Linked DNA regions of Sus scrofa: region 2 is linked to region 1. A link is a contact called in public HiChIP or PLAC-seq data. All regions are on one chromosome and are shown on one strand. The core of a region is the stretch at or near the end of the contact, and the rest is flanking DNA. Distances in the headings are between cores, read along the strand shown.

The links. HiChIP or PLAC-seq counts read pairs in DNA pulled down with a chosen protein or histone mark.
Region 2: a contact with region 1 is called in an H3K27ac HiChIP or PLAC-seq map of alveolar macrophages. The contact joins the promoter of AZIN2 here to the enhancer-like site in region 1. A contact is called at or near these places in 3 of 5 promoter capture datasets (fetal skeletal muscle, liver and skeletal muscle), 20 of 47 Hi-C or Micro-C datasets (alveolar macrophages, blood, embryonic fibroblasts and 12 more) and 2 of 2 datasets of contacts at active chromatin or transcription factors (alveolar macrophages and skeletal muscle).

What each region holds. Positions count from the first base shown.
Region 1 is chr6:89,223,764-89,226,892 of Sscrofa11.1, reverse strand. RNF19B (E3 ubiquitin-protein ligase RNF19B) reads left to right here. Exons shown (of 10, transcript XM_005665197.3): 9 at 396-888; 10 at 2,177-3,129. The coding sequence ends at 852. Among named protein-coding and RNA genes, the nearest start is that of TMEM54, 21 kb to the right of the region's middle. Within about 2 kb of position 1,457, at least 13 of the 83 cell types and tissues checked have an H3K27ac peak or open chromatin away from gene starts, as enhancers often do. A contact at or near this core is called in alveolar macrophages and embryonic fibroblasts, where this site is marked.
Region 2 is chr6:89,345,350-89,348,478 of Sscrofa11.1, reverse strand. It overlaps AZIN2 (antizyme inhibitor 2), which reads right to left and starts at 1,619. Exons shown (of 11, transcript NM_001123193.2): 1 at 1,443-1,619. The coding sequence starts at 1,547.

The DNA.
Region 1 (3,129 bases), core at 208-2,707:
TGGTGTGATCATAGCACTCCCTACTAGAGAGATCCTGGTTTTTTCTAATTGTGGCAAAGAAATAAAAAGTTACGACTTTTCCTTCACTTTCATATTTTGAGTATAAGATAGTGTAAGACTCTGACCCTTAGTTGAATTTTAGAAGCTCGTTTTTAGTTGCTTTTTTAATAGGCAGAGGTGTATATTTGTGTGCATATTTAAAATCAACAAAAAAAATCTAGTTGTTCTTCTCCATCTTATTTGAGTGTTAGGGTAATTTTATTTTTAAAAGTGAGCTCTAGTCTACTATTTACCTATGTTTTTGGACTTTCTAATCTTGAACCCACAAACTGCTTTTACCAACAGGTATAGCATGACCCATGCATGATTCAGCAAAGTGGATTTTGTCTCCACAGAGAATGCAACAATATGGAAATCCAAGTGGACATTGAAGCCAAACCAAGCCACTACCAGCTGGTGAGTGGAAGCAGCACGGAGGACTCACTCCATGTTCATGCTCAGATGGTGGAGAATGAAGAAGAAGGTGGTAGTAGTGGTGGCAACAATGAAGAGGATCCCCCCTGCAAACACCAAAGCTGTGAACAGAAAGACTGCCTGGCCAACAAAGCTTGGGACATCAGCCTGGCCCAGCCCGAGAGCATCCGCAGTGACCTGGAGAGCTCTGATACGCAATCAGATGATGTGCCAGACATCACCTCAGATGAGTGTGGCTCCCCTCACCCCCAGGCCGCAGCCTGTCCCTCGACACCCAGAGCCCCAGGTGCACCGAGCCCAAGTGCCCATAGGAACCTCTCTGCCCCAGCTGAGGGGAAGACTGTCTTGAAGCTGGAAGATGCAGAAGCCAGAGTATGAAGTGGAATGAATGCTCCTGTTCTGAGAAGCACACTTGTAACTGCATCTTTTGACGTCTTTGGGGGGGCGGGGGGCGGGCAGGGATTTATGTATTTTATTTCAGAGATTCTCTTGTCATAGGTTTTCCCCAGGAAAATTCTAAGGAATTTGCAATTTCTTACCAGATAAAACATGGAAACTTTGCCCTAGTCCCACTCCCACACCCCCCCACTCTTTTTTAGTTTTAATTTATTGGTTAAACTGATGGTGGCAATCCGTGAGGTGTGTCAAAGAGTGTACAGATGTATGTGTGTATATTGTATGTATGCTAACATATTACTGAAGGACACATTTTAATAAAAATTTCTGTTGTAATTCAACTCCTCTCATTTTCCTTGGCTTGGGTAGTCCTCCAGAGCCAAGTGTTTGAAACAGACCACTATGTCTTTAACTATCTCTAGATCTGAGTTTCCCTAATCCCAGGAAGAAGGATGTATTCTAACCACATTGCAATGGAGTCATCCTACTGCAGTGACTCCTAGCATGACAGGAAGCAAAGCCAGGCTTGTTTTGGACTGTGTAGTCAGACTAAAGAATTAGCTGAGTTAGCCAGATAGAGAAGCTCTAAATTAAAATGAGCCTTGTTTGCCCTCTAGAGGCAGCTGCGCAGTTTTCCTGTTAATTGCCCTTTTCTGCATTATAGTCATTACGAGAAATGTTCTTTAGAGGAGAGAAGGGGTGTCAGTTCCAGTGGCTCTTCAGAAATCCCAGTAATATTGAGTGGTTATAACTTGGGAAACAATATTCTTACAGGAGGAAGAAATGTACCTATTCTGCATAATCACCAAGCAGTAACCTAGGTGTTTGTTAATGCTCAGGGACACATTTCCTATTCCAAAAACTTTCTAGTTTTGCCAATCTAGTTTGAGTAAGAGTGACTCAAGAATCTGACTAGAATTTGTAATGAAAGGAGAGAAGAGACATGCCATCAAAATCACAACATATTTAATTTTATCTGATCTTATAAATTTGTCAGAATTGAGCTAAGTACTACTTGGGATTTTGGCTTTGTCTAGAATAATGGCCTTAGAAAGTAATGCTCATACGTAATATAGCAGAAAAATTAAAAGATTCATGAGACCTGATGCGAGATTTCAAATCTGGCAGTAATTTACTTTGTGACTGAGTGAGTTAGGTACTGTCTCATATCCCTAATTTCCCCAGCTCTCAGTATTTTTGGAGCTTCCAGTGCCAAACTTCTCTGTCACCTCAGCTCTGGGCCCAGAGGAAGAATTGAAAACATTCTTTTTCTGAGGACCAGATGGCTTTCTGTTTCCTTTCACAGATGCACCTGCTCTTTGTCTTCCTGGCCTGTGTGTTACTACCATGAGGATGATGCATCTGGACAACAGCCAACTTGGAGAATTCTTATCTCTTGGGCACCGCAGCCAGACTTAGCACGTTGCCCTGCACCTGGGACAGGAAGTGCTGCTAGTGGACTTTGGGTCTCTGGAAGAAAGTGCCTGAGAGGGATGTCTTTGTGTGAAAAAGGGAACCTGGTGGGAAAAGGGGCAGGCAATATGGAAATCTCTGAAATGCAAAATATCAACTCCAGACTTGTAGTTCTCATTAAGAGAGCCATTAACTTGAATAAAATCAAGGAAGTTTTTTTGGAGGGGCGGGAATTTGCAGCCAAGCCTGTATGTATTCTTATCTGGACTCCACTTCTGTGAGACTTGGGCTACTTACTCTGAGTGTGTTTTCACTTGGCCAGAATGGAAATCCTAATCCCAGTTACAAAATTGTAAAGGTTAAGTGAGACAGTGTACTGATGATGCTTTAGGTGAAGAAGGCCCATTTTTTTTTTCTCCTGCAGGAATAAGAAGAAATAAGGGGGATTATGGATGCCATCTAAAAAAAAAAAGCCTAGAATTCTGGACCAGAGACTGAAAAACCTAAGCTTATCCTAATCCATTGCAACACTACTGTTTTCTCTCTAGAAGTTAGCAGATGAAAAAGCTGGTCAGCACCACCTGGAGGATAACATGAGTAGTGCGTAGGAAAAGTTGATTGTCAGCTTAGAAAATGGGGCAACTTTAATTTCCTCTTTTTACAGCATTCATTCATTCATTCTGAAGTACCTACTACGTTTCAGGTACAGGATGCAGCAATAAGGAAAACACAAAATTCCTGTCCCTGTGAAACTCACACTCAAGTGGGAAAAGATGACCAGATACATGATCTAGATGAGGATAAATGCAATGAAGAAAACAAAGCAGGGAAAGTGAAAAGAGAGGG
Region 2 (3,129 bases), core at 370-2,869, 120 kb before region 1:
CAGAGCTGTGTATACATACATGCCTCCTCCAGAAAAACATTAATTCCTTGAAGACCAAAGCTAGAGCCTACAGTCACTGGCTTTCAATGAAGTCTTGAGGTAGTCCCACTGCCATGGCACCCATGCCCTTGGACAACTGGCTGTGGAGGGCTGAACATGTGTGTGGCCATGGGTGAGACCACATGACTTAACCCTTTCCTGGGATGCAGTTTCCCTTCTATGCAACACTTTTTTTACTGATGCCCACTTGGTGTCTGACTAAGTGTACTTATCAAGTATGCTAAGTAAGGTACAGAAAAGACCAGACAGGGCTCTAGTTCTGAAAGGGCTTCGGTCTGGATGAGAACTAACCCTTTAAGCAATTACAAGCCCATTCAGTAAATACTAAACAGGAGTTTCTACAAAATGCAGTGGGGGCTATGGAGGAGGAAAATACAAAATCTGCCTGGGGTAATCAGGAAAAGGTGACCCAGATGAGTAATAAGCAATGAATGAAAGTAGGTAAGAAAGAGAGGCTGGGAGATGGGTGTTCCAGGGAGAAGCCTGGGCAAAGGAGTGATGGTGGAGCACGTGGAATCACTGGAAAATATGAGTAGACTGGCCCAGCTCTGATGGAAGATAATATATACTGTGGGAAAAGTCAGACATGGGGCTATGAAGGCAGAGGGTTCTGACTTGGATCCTGTCGGCAGAGGGAAACTGCCGAAGAATTCTGATTATTATTATTATTTTTATTTTATTTTTTAAATTTATTTCATTTTATTTTTTTGCCTCTTAGGGCCGAACCTGTGGCATATGGAAGTTCCCAGGCTAGGGGTCAAATCAGAGTTGTAGCTGCTGCCATACGTATGCCACAGCCACAGCAATGCCAGATCCAAGCTGCATCTGCAACCCAGAGCACAGCTCACAGCAACACCGGAACCTTAACCCACTGAGCGAGGCCAGGGATAGAACCGGCGTCCTCATGGATACTAGTTGGGTTCTTAACCCACTAAGCCACAATGGGAACTCCCAAGAATTCTGATTTTGAGCAGAGCTATGATAAAGTTGAAAGGAGTGAAGTGAGGGAAAGAAAAGATTAGGGAGCCTTTAGAGATATGAGGCCTAAACTACCAAGTGAAATTCCAGAAGCGCACATGGCAGGGTAATTTAAGGAGGCCGAATCCACAGAGCTTAGTGGTGCCCAGCTGTGGGAGGGGGATGTAAGGACTCCCAGGTTCCTGACTTAGAGGGCTGGGCAGGTGATGGTGGTGTGTTTATGAAGGCGGGGGACACAGGAGGGGCAGGTTTAGGGGCAAGGACCAGGAATTTGGAGATAAAATGAGCCTCTCGCAAATACCAAGGACTGAATACCAAATAAGTGAAAGAAGATGAGGGCCCTAAGGGGCAGCTGGGCCTGCTGGGGGAACAGAGGGCCCACCCCCCCACTCCCAGACCCTCACCGTGGTGGCCTGTGAGGCCCCCAGAGTGAGCTCCTCCAGCAGGTCTCGGGTGCTGAAGCCCTCCTCCACCATCACAAAGTCCGTTTCACTCAGGTAGCCAGCCATGCCGAGGAGGAGGAGCCGGTGGGCTGGATGGAGCTGCCGATGCCTCCGGCCGCCTTAGAAAGTATGCAACACACTGCGGGGGAGAGTGAGGGGGCCGCTGGGGGCCTGGCCTTGGCTGCGCCCCTCACCTCCCCAGGCCAGGGCGCCTCGTCCTGTCACACCCTGCCCTCAGCACAAGCCTGGGGAGCTTAGGTTAGCTGGGACGAGTAAGAATCCTGGACCGGGACAAGGCATTATCTGTCTAGATGTCATTGCCTCTCTGAGCCTCAGTCCCCCATCTGTAAAATGGACGAATTGTTTTGGTGATCTTTTCCAGTTCTGAAATTCGAGTTTTAGTAAAAGGGAAAGAAAGAGAGAGAAAGGAGCAGGAAAGCCGAGTAGGTAAATTTCCAGGTGCCTCCCGCCATCCTGACCACGCCCACCTGAAGTGGCTGCGCTTGGCCCCACCTAGGAGTCTCCACTCGAGAACTGAGGTTAGGGTCTGCTCTCTTGCCGCGTGACCTTGGGTACGCCTCGTTCCCTCTCGGAGCCTCAGTTTCACCGTTTCGAAATGGGGGTCGGGCTGGTCCTGACATGCTAGTATTCTAAGCGTGCATGGGGGTTCCACCTGGTGGGTGGGGGTCCCGGGCTCCCAGGCAAGAACCCAAGGCTGAAATTCTGCCCAGGTGAGCCTTCCTGAGTGCAGGGCCGAGGTCCCGCCCTCCGAGGTCCGCTTACCAAGCCCCGTCCTCCTTCGCGGGGGCCAGAACCAGGCGCGCTGCTAGGGGGGGTCACCGGTAACCTCGAAACTTGTGCAACACCCCGAGAAGGAGTGGCAGTTGCGGAGCCGAGGCCCCTGCTGAGAGGAGGCAAGAGGGGCCGGGGAGCAGGTCAGCACTGGAGCCGCGAGCGCCCGCTCCCCAGGCTCCCCGAGCCACTCCCCGCACTCGCCTTAAAACGCATTTACACGGCTTCGGCCCATAGGTCTCCCCAGCGAGTGAATCGGATCCTCTGCGCCTCCGCTCGCTCGCTCCCCCAGGCTCGGGCCCCGCGGCCTGCGCCCCGCCCGCCCAGCAGCCACTGACCCCACGCCCCGCCTTCTGCCCGCAGCCCGCTTATATAAGCCCCGCCCAGACCCCGCCCCTGGCATCCAGGCCCCGCCTCTGCTCGGCCACCCTCCGTAGCCTTGGCAACTGGGTGCCGGCATCCCATTGGTCGATTCCGACATAAAGCCTTCAGCTCCGGGGTCCGCTCCGGAAGGCTGATCCTCAATCCTGCCGAGCCCCCTCCACCGCTATCCTACACTGGGAAGTCAGAACTGCAGCGCCGCCAGCTCAGAATCCGACCATCTACACGGTGGGACCCTTAGCTTCTAAATCTTGGATCTTAGAGTAAGGAGGAAGCCAAGGAGGTTTCCTGTTTGCTTCCGCCTTTTCTGGGACTACCTCAGCTTCACGGTGCCTCTCCTCTCTAAACCGGTAAACTGCCCACTCCTCCCTGGAAGCCGAGGTCAAATGATATTTCCTTGTATTACCTTCCTAATAAAATCCTTTTTATTTGACTATTCCAGCATCTTCTTTGATTCCTCCAACTCAAAACCCAG